Regions from separate parts of the Zea mays genome. Here all the other regions are linked to region 3. The links are chromatin contacts, called in public Hi-C maps. All regions are on one chromosome and are shown on one strand. Each heading gives the region's core, a stretch centred on a gene start, on an enhancer-like site or on the middle of the called end of the contact. The rest is flanking DNA. Distances are from core to core; before and after follow the strand shown.

The links. A called contact is a pair of places that touch in the nucleus more often than the background predicts.
Region 1: a Hi-C map of leaf shows a contact between it and region 3, with 5 times the contacts expected there. The contact joins the promoter of LOC100274476 here to the promoter of LOC100304255 in region 3. A contact is called at or near these places in 3 of 25 Hi-C or Micro-C datasets (all in leaf).
Region 2: a contact with region 3 is called in a Hi-C map of leaf, with 4 times the contacts expected there. The contact joins the promoter of LOC103626283 here to the promoter of LOC100304255 in region 3. A contact is called at or near these places in 3 of 25 Hi-C or Micro-C datasets (ear, endosperm and leaf).

Annotation. Positions count from the first base shown.
Region 1 is chr5:44,363,835-44,368,406 of Zm-B73-REFERENCE-NAM-5.0, reverse strand. It overlaps LOC100274476 (Patatin-like protein 6), which reads right to left and starts at 2,962. Exons shown (of 2, transcript NM_001148835.1): 1 at 1,985-2,962; 2 at 1,111-1,848. The coding sequence starts at 2,875. The coding sequence ends at 1,513.
Region 2 is chr5:43,995,011-43,999,070 of Zm-B73-REFERENCE-NAM-5.0, reverse strand. LOC103626283 (N-alpha-acetyltransferase 38, NatC auxiliary subunit) reads right to left here and starts at 1,347. Exons shown (of 1, transcript XM_008646673.3): 1 at 702-1,347. The coding sequence starts at 1,305. The coding sequence ends at 937.
Region 3 is chr5:44,149,826-44,153,838 of Zm-B73-REFERENCE-NAM-5.0, reverse strand. LOC100304255 (RING/U-box superfamily protein) reads left to right here and starts at 2,311. Exons shown (of 9, transcript NM_001165698.1): 1 at 2,311-2,463; 2 at 3,449-3,901; 3 at 3,987-4,013. The coding sequence starts at 2,419.

The DNA of each region.
Region 1 (4,572 bases), core at 1,713-4,212, 210 kb before region 3:
GCGGCAGATTGTTTCTGCGCCATGCCAGCCTAAGTCACGCCAGAGCAATGTTCATGGGAGCTTTCTCGTTGAACCAATTGTCTTTCTAAAATCTACTCCTACTTTTTTTTGCATCGTCTAGCATAATTGTCGTGCAAGTTTTGCATAGCTTCTCCTACTCATTTTGGTTGTCAGTCTAAACTCTAAAACGCCGGCGACCAAATCCTTCATGCCCAGGCCGGCCAAAGATTTTGGGCAAGGGCACCTAACAACAGAGTTGCTTTTGTTTGATCATGTGCTGCCACGGCTACATTGCACTGTTCGCTACACTCTTCCAAGCTGCTGGCTGTCTTTTGCAATGGGAGATGAGATGATCATCAAAAAAACAAAACAAGGTTTTGGGCTCTGTTGCGAGGTGAGGAGAACAATGGCCTTCCAGCTGGGAGCAACAAAAACGTATTTCGCATATTTCCTGAACGTTGCAGGCCAAAATTACCACCCCTTTTTTTAGCATCATTGGGCCAAAATTACTGTTATGGATCTAGGCCGAACGTGCAGGCCCAAGAAGATCTGGGCGCTGCTCGACTATGTTGACAAAGCCGGCCGGAAATTCCCGAGGGCTCTTCTTGTACCTTTCTGGGCCTTGTTCGATGCCTCTCCACTGCATGCACTGCGTTGCCTTGGCACCAAAAGAATCTGGGGCGCGAAAGTACAGCCCGGCCCAACAATAGTGCTTTTCCGCTTTTACGTTCCGTGCCAAGACATGGATGATGTATGTCGGTGTCGGTCGGCAGAGCATGTCGGGTCTCCCGATCCGAGATGGCAGCTGAACCACCACACACTGAGCGTGAGCAAGCACATTCATGGCGATGACCAACGAGTCGTACGGCTTCCTGCCAGATAGTACGTACTAGTTCGTACTCCTCACGATGTTGTGTTTTCTCCTCCTCCAGCTCATCAGTCCATGGCGTGAAAAAGAGAGAGAGAAAAAATACTCCACTATCAGAATGTTCGGGAGCAAAGCCATCACCATCAGGTAAAACTCTGAAGAATCGCATCGTATCGTAGGGCCAGGACGCAGGACAAAGGAAGAAGGGCTGAGCTGTGATCAGTAAACGCCACACCGACAGTAGCATCGTCACATCGCATTGCAATATCATCCAAGCTCCGGGCACTCTACTACGTACGCACGTACATACACTGCGTTTGCAGCACACGCACACATACAGGCACATCTCCTTCCTCTAGCTACGTACACAAATCTCTGGCGCCTTCGCCGCTCGACAGCCCTCCTCGATCTTTCTTCCCGGCCGCGCCAGGCGGCCGGGACCGGGAGCGAGCGCGCAGGCGGCGCCGGCAGGCAATCAAAAGTCAAAACCCCGAGCACCGGCGCCGGCGCCGCGCTAAACTAGAAACCCAAACGAACCAATAAATAAAAAAGCTGAAAACAAAGCAAGGCCACGCTAGTTAAAGCCGAGCTGCTTCTGTCTGTCTGTTGACGGCTCGCTCGGTCGGTCGCTCGTCGTCTCGGTCTCAGGGCGACTCCGACGACGAGTTGGTGGACACGGTGATGAGCGTGGACGCCGACGACGAAGACGTCCGCGGCGTGGCGGAGGGCTTCACCAGCACCACGGGGGTCTTGCTCTCCAGTCGGCGGTGGTGCTCCCGGACCAGCTGCTCCGCCACGCCGTCCAGCCGCTCGCCGTTGGTCTGCGCCATCAGCTTCTTTCCCCTGAACAGCACCGACTCCACGCCCCGCTCCGCCAGCGCCGCCTCCGCCGTCTCGCCGGGCGCAATGCCGTTGCCCTGGATGCGGACGTAGTTGGTCGCTCTGCTCTCCCCGAACACCATCGACACGGCCTGGTCAACCTGCAAAACAAAACAATCCGCGCGCACTGTCAGTGTCAGTGTCAGTCTTGTCCATTCCATTTCGTTCCAGCTGCTGCGGCGGCGGCGGCCGCCGCCGCCCTTTTCGAGATAGAAACGGTCATCTAGGCAGGCTCACCATGTCGGCCTGGCAGGCTCCGGCGATGCGCAGGAGGCTGGAGGACGAGAGCCGGCCCAGCGAGGCTGCGGCGCGCCCGCCGAGGGACAGCACCACGAGATCTCCCGCGCCGGCGGCGAAGGGGAACTCGCGCTTGTTGTGCAGCACGTGCGTCAGCGCCACGGCGGTCGGGTTGGCCACGGCGGCCGACGCGCCGCCCCCGCCTGCCCCCGCCCCCGACGCGGCGCGCAGCCTGGTGCGCCCGTCCAGGGACGCCACCTCCGCGGGGCCCACGCCGCAAGCCGCCGCGCACACCTGCCACAGCGGGAAGTCGAACGCGTCGGCCTCCACGGCATCGGCGCGGGAGAACACGAACGGCGCCGCGGTGGCCATGTCGTAGCACGGGATCAGCAGCGGCTTGGCGGCGTCGCGCACCGTCAGGTCACCGAACACCTTCCGGAACGCGGCCTCGGGGCGCCGGAACGACATCAGGCCCCCGCCACGCCCGGACAGGACCTTCCGGTTCTTGGCCACGACGTCGCGCGCCGCCTCGGCGGGCATCCGGCACGCGAACAACGCCGCCGCGAGGAACCCGCCCGCGCCGGAGCCGGCCGCCAGGTCGAAGAAGTCCGCGACGCGCGCGGCGGGGTTGCCGGAGAGCTCCTGCAGGCGGCGCTCGAGCCGTACCAGCGCTGCGGCGGCCAGCGCGCCGCCGTCGGCACCCCCGTCGATGGACAGCACGCGGACGCGGCCCGCGGAGCACGCGCCGCCCTCCAGCGGCGACGCGCCGAATAGGAAGTTGGACTCGAGGATGGAGAAGATCTCCTGGCTGAGGCGGTCGGAGCCGCCGTTGTACGCCAGAGGGGACGGCAGCAGCGTCTGATCGAGCAGTGCGAGCGAGGCGGTGGCCATTTCCCTTGCGACGTGGAGTGAGACGGCTTCTTGTTTGCTCTGGTATCTGGTCTGTCGGCACCTGGATTGGGTCGCGGACGGAGAATGCGATTGATTGGGAAGGCAGGTGAGGCTGAGGTGAGTGTGCGGCACCGTCTTCCCGGCAGAATTTATACTGGAGCCGCGCACTCTAGCTTCCCGCCACGGCGCATGGTAGCACGCGCTCGTGCCCATTGACGCTGCTGAGCCGCGTGTCCTTTTCTGTCCTCGCTTCACCACTCAATGCTTCGGTTTTGTGGCGCGCTTGGTTTCTTTACGGACCTTTCCTCGCCTCTCCGGCTCTCCCCTTTTACCTCGCCCGGTCTTACCAGGGCGGCAGGTGGGCCATCTTGGTTCTCCTAAATTAGAGCTTAGTTACACGTACAAATAAATGAACATATGAAACATTATTTTGATGTTATATGGCACTGTAGATAAATATAGATTCTAAAATAAATGATGTTTTTCAACCATATTTTTTCTAAGGTCATCGGAAAAGCGAAAAAAGTGGAGGACAATAGTTTCCATCCAAGGGCTAGTTTGCAAATCTCTTTTTTTTTTCAAAGTATTTTCATTTTTCCAAAAAAACATGAACTAATTACATAAGTAACGGCGGGAAAGAAGAGAATTACAACACCAACATCAATAAAACAACATGGTTCAGCTACGATCCTCAGCCTAGTGCAAAGAACTAGGACAAGCACTACATTCCTAATAAACCAAGAACATAAAGGTTTGTTTAGTTAGAAGAGGGTTGAAGGGTGTTAACGGGGATTAAGGAGAAAATAGTTCATTTTCCCCAATCCCTTCTAACCTAATGGCTTGTTTGGTTGCATGTAGGTTAGAGGGGATCCAGTCGCAACATAATCCCTTTTTGAGCAAATGGTTATATTGCCCTAGATCCCCACTAATCTCCATGCAACAAAACAAGTCTTAAGGGGAATAAGCGTTTGGGTTTCCAGACTAAAGTTTAGTTCGTGCCACATTGAATGTTTGAATATCAATTACGTGTATTAAATATATGCTTAATTAGACTTAATAAATCATCTCGTTGGTTAGTCTTAATATATGTAATCATCTTTATAATTAGACTATACTCAGTACTCGTAATTGTCTTTTAAATATTCGATGTAACATGGACTAAATTTTAGTTTGGTAGAACCAAACACCCCTGCATCTAACAAGAAGATGAGTAAGTCAACATATTACTAGGAATACACAAAACAAGGTGGTGTGGTTTCTACGGTAAGCACACTCTAAAGAAAAATTAGGATTCTTCTATTGTAGCTAACTAGGACTAGAAACAATCATTTGTGGCTCTCTCCAACAATTTTCCCTACAGATCTCTCCAACTGTAATTTCTAATATATTTTACTACATCTCCTAAAAGATTCTCCTTCTACATATAGTTTGTATCCAACAATTCTCCTTATATAGCTACCATATACACTATAACTCAGTTAATTAACATGTATTTATCTTTTTTGAAAATTTAAAAATTCATACAACGTTTGTAGTACCATAATACATATTTTTATTATGGCATGGGGCCTAATTAGGGTTTAAAATGTGTTAATAATTAACATATAGAGGGATCATAATGCTCCCACTATATATACAAGAAGATTCATGTCTCTTTGTACATAGGGGGAGCTTTAGGGAGAGGTGTTGGAGACAAA
Region 2 (4,060 bases), core at 98-2,597, 150 kb after region 3:
TCAGTTTATCTCGTGTGTATACAACCAGGGACCAGCGAGTGACTTTTTCAAGCTCAGCCTGAAATTTGGTCTTACTAAGATTGAAACTCAGGACCTGAGAAGTGCTAATCAGACCATCTAACTAACTCAGCTAGAGGCCATTTCATGTTGCACCCTCAAATTTCATGTTGCAGAGTTCAAAATTTTCAGGATTGAATAGTCAGATTATACGAGAAAGAAGATATGTAATTGCTAGTTGTTTTACTTCCACAAAAGTTTAAGTTCAAAATAGAACAGAGCTTGAATGGGTTGCTCTCTGGCCGACGTTATCTGTCAATGATGTTGTATGCAATTGATCTATCACAGATTTTCGGGAGTTTTGAATGCAGTTGATCTATCACAGATTTTCTCCGTTTTTTACGAGACATGAAGCTAAATTCCCTATTAAGGCTTATTCTTTGTTAATCAAAATTGAATAGAAATAGATTTAATTTGCTCAACCCCTTTGAGCAAAGGAGACTTCCTTGTGGTGCTGCAGTCCCAGACTTAACTAGTTCAACAATTTTTAATTTCTTTGATATGCACTCTTCTGAACTCCTGTTTGTTGATCGATGCACCTTTGAAATTAACTTAAGACTACGGAAAATTAACTCTACATCATAGTAAAAAATAGAAATGCTCATGTACACTAACAGCTGCATCAAATCATTCCTTAAATGAAATGACCATGGTAAAAGTTTTCAAATAAGCAATTCTTTAAAATAGGAGCACCAATTTTCTTCGAAGATGTTAGCTGATACAACAAAAAAGAAAAAAATCATGCAGGGTCTCTCTCAGATAGCAGAATCGATGCAAATTAAATCCCAGCAAGATCTAGGAATGTTATACAAAAGGGTTTATCTATCATGATTCCTGAGTAGCTTGGAAAGCATAGTAACACATATTTAGAAGCACCATTCACTCCAAACACATGAGCGACATCTTCTCTTCAACGGAGCAATCAACCTGGCAAGACGACCGGCAGGCGGCCGGGATCAGGATGAGCCCCAGGCACCTATGCTCCGTCGGAGGCAAGCAATGCCGGGCGCTGCGGTACTCGACGGCGTCCTGGAGGATGATGTTGCCCTGCTTGTCGATGCAGTGGAACAGGCCATGGAAGTAGCGGCCGTCGTTGACGCCGATGAGCATCCGGCGGAACAGCAGCTTCCGGAGCTTCGCGACGGCCGGTGAGCTGCTGCCGGCAGCATCCACGTGCGTAGTGGAGCTGTTGCAGTACGCATCTCCAGAAACCGGGATCGCTTGGGATAGCCCTGGTGGTCCTTCCATTGTGCCAAGAAGGATCCCCTTCTGGTAGATCAACTCGTACAAGGGTGTGGAGCCGTCGATCATGCGGTGGATAGTGTAGATTAGATCGAGACTTTTTAAATCGGGTCGTCCATATCTGATCGGACGACTCAGATCTCACACGGTTCATTAAGTAATGAGTCTAGTCGAGACCGCTTAAATTAGATCGTGTGGTTCTCGTACGCCGATATCCCTTCGGTCAGGAAAAGAGCAAAAGAGTCCCGGGGTTTCCTTTTATTCAACCCACAATCCACATCGGTTATAAAATCAACACTGCGCGTATAGCCGAAGCTTCTTTATATGTTGCTTTGGCCGAAAGTCAGCTTCTTCCATCAGTAGAAGAGCACCTGAAACACACTTGCTTGTGCCAAAATGAAGGTTAAATAGGGACCGTCGGCATAATAGACCCCTAACAGTACGTTCTTGCGAAATGAGTTTTGTTGACACCTTTTTCGAGCGCCAAACTGAAAGGGAAATGTACCCTTGGGCCATTTCTAAGTGTTTTGGTGATTTAGTGTCCAGTACAAGTGCCTAAGTGTCAAATGGTGGACAAAGTACAAATCAAGTATAAAGGTATGTTTCTCAGACTTAGTACATTGTTTTATAGACTAATGTATTGTGTCTAAGTACTGGAAACAGGAGAAATCGAATTGGAAGAAAGATGGCTTTGTTCAGCCAAAGTTAGCTCTGTCTGGGTGCACCGGGCTGTCCGGCTCAGGGGAACTTGCTGCTCTCGGGAAGAAATTAACGGCGTACGGCTATAATTCACCGGACTGTCCGGTGTGCACCGGACAGTGTCCGGTGAGCCAACGGTCGCCGGGCCAACGGTCGGCCGCTTAATCTGGGCGCGACGCGTGGCCGAGCCAACGGTTAGAAGGGGGCACCGGACTGTCCGGTGTGCACCGGACAGTGTCCAGTGCGCCAACGGCTCCAAGGCACCAACGGTCGGCTTCGCCAAATAAGGAAAGAGATCCGCACCGGATAGTGTCTGGTGGTGCACCGGACTGTCCGGTGCGCCAGTCGACAGAAGGCAAGAAATGCCTTCCTGGAATGCACTCAACGGCTTCTAGCTGCCTTGGGGCTATAAAAGGGACCCCTAGGCGCATGGAGGAGAACACCAAGCATTCTCTAAGCATTCCTAAGCACTAAGACATCGATTCCGCGCTTTTGATTCCTTGCAATAGCAATTAGAGCTCTAGTTGAGTTGTGAACTCGTTGAGTTGTGTTGTGAGCTCTTGTTGCGACTTGTGTGCGTGGTGTTGTTGTGATTTCTTGTCTTGAGTGTGTTGCTCATCCCTCCCTTATTTCGTGCTTCTTTGTGAACTTCAAGTGTAAGGGCGAGAGGCTCCAAAGTGTGGAGATTCCTCGCAAACGGGATATAGTAAAGCAAGCAAAACACTGTGGTATTCAAGTGGGTCTTTGGACCGCTTGAAAGGGGTTGATTGCAACCCTCGTCCATTGGGACGCCACAACGTGGAGTAGGCAAGCGTTGGTCTTGGCCGAACCACGGGATAAACCACTGTGCCATCTCTGTGATTGATCTCTAGTTGGGTTGTTGTGTTTTGTTGAGACTCCTCTCTAAGCCACTTGGCATTATTGTGCTAACACCTAATCAAGTTTTTGTGGATTAAGTTTCAAGTTTCACAGGATCACCTATTCACCCCCCCCTCTAGGTGCTCTCAATTGGTATCAGAGCCGTTATCTTCACAAAGGGACTAATCGCCCAAAGAGATGGATCCTAAGGGGAAGGGAATTGTGATCAACGATAAGGAGAAGGAGTCCTTCGTCAACGAGCCGAAGGATGACAAGCCTACCGACTCGGGCTCGGGCCACAAACGCAAAGATGGGAAGAAGAAGAAGACAAGACGCATCAAGGAGATCATCTACTACGATGACAGCGATGAGTCCACTTCTTCCCAAAAGGACAACGACGACAACGACTACGACAAAAGAAAGACGGTTAATTCGAACTTTTCTTTCGATTACTCTCGTATTCCGCATAGCTCAAATGCACATTTACTTTCCATCCCTCTTGGCAAACCTCCACACTTTGATGGGGAGGACTACGGATTTTGGAGTCACAAAATGCGTAGTCACCTGTTCTCTCTCCATCCAAGTATATGGGAGATTGTTGAGAATGGAATGAAATTTGATAGCTCGGATAGTCCTATATTTATTAATGAACAGATTCATAAAAATGCACAAGCTACTACTGTGTTGTTAGCCTCTTTGTGCATGGACGAGTACCATAAGGTGAGCGGCTTGGACAATGCCAAGTAGATCTGGGACACCCTCAAGATCTCTCATGAGGGGAACGACGTCACCTTGCTCACCAAGATGGAGTTGGTAGAGGGCGAGCTCGGGAGATTTGCAATGATAAGGGGAGAGGAGCCAACCCAAACATACAACCGGCTCAAGACCCTCATCAACAAAATAAGGAGCTACGGAAGCACGCGATGGACGGACCACGACGTCGTTCGCCTAATGCTAAGGTCCTTTACTGTACTTGATCCACATCTGGTGAACAGTATTCGTGAAAATCCTAGGTACACCAAGATGTCACCCGAAGAAGTTCTTGGAAAGTTCGTGAGCGGGCGAATGATGATCAAGGAGGCGAGATACGTGGACGACACATTGAATGGTCCAATCAATGAGCCTCAACCCTTTGCTCTTAAAGCAACAAGAAGCAAGGAGGCGCTACCTAGCAAGGTGGCACAAGTTGAGGTGACAGGGCTAA
Region 3 (4,013 bases), core at 1,062-3,561:
ATGCCCTTGACCACTCCTTTTTACCTAATAATGTTCACTATTAATCACTGTGACATGTTCAAGTTAATTTGATGGGACCTAATAGGTTTCCCTAGCATTGTTTATCCCCTACCTTGCAAACAGATGAATTATTGGGTAGTTTTGCTATTTATCTATCTGGTTTTGGAAACTAATGTTTCATTATGATCATGTTCCAATTATGTTGTTGTTTAATTATTTTTCATGATAAGATTATATTGTTAATTGGAACATGGGGAACCACCCGGGAAAATAGTGCTACCACAAGGGTGGTATGGGACGCCCTTGGCTGACTAATTAGGAAAGTTAGTGGAGGACTACCTTACCCGAAAGGGGCAAGGGCAGTAGGGGAGTGGTTAGTGTAGGGAGATCCTCGGGTTGATTTTGCTGCGATGGCGGTCAGACGAGGGATCCCTGTATTAGGACTTCCTAGAAACTGTAGCAGGTTTTCTGAAGCTAGTGGAACTTTGTAAAGGCCTCGTAGTGTTACCCTTCCTCGCTTCCTTGGTAGAGGTGTATGGGATTCATGACCCCTTGACAGATGTGTAACATGACTTGTGGGTAAAGATGTGCAACCTCTGAAGAGTGTAAAACTGGTATATTAGCCGTGCTCACGGTCATGAGCGGCTCGGACCCTCACATGATTAATTTATGGAACCAAACTTAATTTGTCATATGCATTGCATCGCGGGTGTTGTTACCAATTTTGATCTATTACTTATTTGGGTTGGTATCTACTTACACTTAGTAACTGCTAATAAATTTTTGACCAACTTTAAAAGCAATACTCAGCTTTAGCCATCCTCTTTGGTAAGCCTTACACTTCACATGAGCTCCCACCTTTGGCGAGTTCATGCACATTATTCCCCACAACTTGTTGAGCGATGAACGTATGTGAGCTCACCCTTGCTGTCTCACACTCCCACAGGTCAAGAACAGGTACCACAGGATGATGCGTATGGAGGATGCTATGATGAGTTCGTGAGAGGTCTAGGCCGCCGTCTCCCAGTCAACTTTGGGTTGCCGGATCGCTGTCTTTATATGATATAATTATTTAACTATTTTGTACAGGACTCTATTATATATAAATGATGTGACATTCGTTTCTGTACCATGATTTATCATATGTGTGAGACTTGGTCCCAACACACTTGGTGATTATGTTCACGCCCGGATCTTAGTGCCCCCGAAATCCGGGTGTGACACAGGTGTTGTATAAGAGAGGAGGCTACAATGAACGTTGGTTCATATGCCAACCTTCTTTGTTTATATATGCAGTATGTAAGGAATCACAACCATAAGATTGTTGCACCCCGATAAAAGTGCGAGATAGTGTCCGACTCAGTCTCTTGACCGACTCGAACGAGCTCAACCCCAACAACATTATGTTTCCTCCTTTTAAAATATAGGCCATTTATATTTTCAAAGTTATTTTTTAAAACCTTAACCAAATTTATATGAAAATATACCAACATCAATAACATGTTAGTTCTGTAAGACCCGTTGACTTACTTCTTAATAGTGCATTAGTCTACAATGTATATGTTAAAAATATTGCTCAAAGTTAGAAAAAACTCGATTTCAACCAATCTAAAGAAATCTAGTAATGGTGGAATGGAAGATGAAGGCAAAGTTTGAATCGTTTTCAAAACGAGTGGTATTTGGGGTGAATGTCTAGTCTCATAGTCCAGGAAAAAATGGAGGTAAAAGAAGAGTTCAAACTGGACTAAGGTGGTCTTCCACCAAATATTTTTCCCTTTAGATATCCCTCCAAATATCTAACCATTCCTTCACCTCTAGAGGACTACTCACTTTGTTCTACAATAGTTATTGCTATAATATTTATATAGGTCCAAATTTTCTAAATTTGACTAGATTTATAAAAAAAACTATTAGCAACATTTATATCTCTATATAAATTTATACACAAAATTTAAAGATCTATCTAATAATACTAACTATGCACTATAAATAAATATTGATATGTGCACGTGTGTGTATATATATGTATATAAGTCCATGCATTACTACAGTTTTTGTATATTATATAAGTTGTCTTAACAATCAAAGTTCAATTCTTATTTGTGTATAATTTTATTCCATTTTTTATTAAGCAGGAAGAAAAATGGTGACGCGGGACGGCCATGAAACCGATGCTTTATATAATAGAGATGGTTAAAATTTAAAATAATTGATTTTTCGAAAATCTGCAATATCAACTGTTTTAAGACGGAGGGTGTAAATAGGATAAAGTATGGACCCGGGCAACAAACTGGCCTTTGCAAAAGCGCCCTTCAGCTCCCGGACCGCTTCCCCTGAGCTGCTGCCCAAGAACTTCGACACCACTTGCCCACCCTCCCTGGATTCTTGCGGCTCTTCCTCGAGCTCATCGAATCCTTCATGGAGAGCGCCGAGGGACCGTCCCCGTACTCCGGTGATCGAGCGGTGAGATTCGTACGCCCTGCTTTGCCCTACTCCCCTGAGATTTGCCCCCTCCATTTCTCGTACAGTTTTGGCTCATGCTCTGCCAATTTCTTGATTCCCGTGCGAAGACTACGCGCCACCGATTACCACCTACTTGTTCTCATCTGATTGGATTTAAATTGGATCTTAGATTAGCTACAACTCCAAAGATGCGACCTTTGCTGGTGAATTGTGGCTGAGCTGGGAGAATCTTTGTTCTGCTCTTTTGCGCTTCGGTTTTCTTTTTATTTTTATTTTTTGGCAAACTAGATTAGGACCAGAAGATCGAATATTTCCTGCTTTGCTTCATCCGGCAGTTTTCCCTCGGCAGTGATTAATTGCTCTTCTTTTCCTAACTGGACTCCTTGTACTACCACTGTGTCACATGTCACATGAGCTAAAATTGGATTAGATTCTATTTTGAGGCCCTTTACCTTTCTGATGAAACTGCTGTATTGTATCAGTTTTCTTTATTTCCGTGTACTGGGTAACTCTGTGATTATGTCACCACAAGTATAGCTGTAGAATTCAATTGCGTGCATATTTAGCTCAACGTCTTCTGAGTAATGTAATACCAGGCCAGATTCAGAATCTTATACCGCATGAATTCTCTAGGTTACACCTTAAAGAACTAGCATTTTTAATTTACGGCATGTCCATGTGATTGTGCCGCGGCCAGACATTATGAATAGAATTGGGGAAATCAAAAGAGGATTTAATGGCCTGTTTCAGTTTCGTTCCTTTTGAGTTTACTTTCTTTTGTCGACATGTAAATTTAGACTCCGGCGGACATACGGGATATTGTCACTCCATTTGTTCATAAAGCTTGATGAGGTATCATGGGTAAATGAAGCCCCTCTTTCATGGAAGTGATGGGGGTTCCTCTTTTTTGCGTCACTCATTTACCAAGCTTTATCTGGTTTATTTGACCATGGTTTCTGGATGTATTGTTTACTTGACTGTGTAGGCACCGGTTCAGGATGGCAATGGCCAAACTACACCTGGGCATAATTCGCGAAGGCCAAACCTTTCTTTGCAAATACCAGCTAGGACCTTGGATACCAATATACCTTCATCGACAAGAGTTACTATATCCTGCAGCCCCAGTTCAACGAGAGTGGGTTTGCCACCGAGACCTAATTCGACGAGAACAAAATCATCTATCAAGAACATGAATCCTCAGCACAGTTTCAGAGCAAGGAGTTCAGCCCAGGAAGGTGATCGAGTGGTCCTTCTAAATCCTGGGACGTCATCTGAAGGGCAGCAGGATAATCCAAGCACAGCAAGATCATTTTCTTTTAGAAAGGTCATTAACTCATTATCGGCAAAAAGGACCCATTCTCTTCCAGTAACGCCTGTAGGAACTACTGACAAGGCTGCATCTCCTCCAAATCAATTAGATACCCTGCCAACTACAACTGTAAGTACATATATTTTTTCTGCTAAGCTGTGCCCATAAATAGTCTACTACCAGTGCATTAAGATTTTATTTACACTACTAGCAGAATGAAGGAGTTGAAGCAAAAATTAGG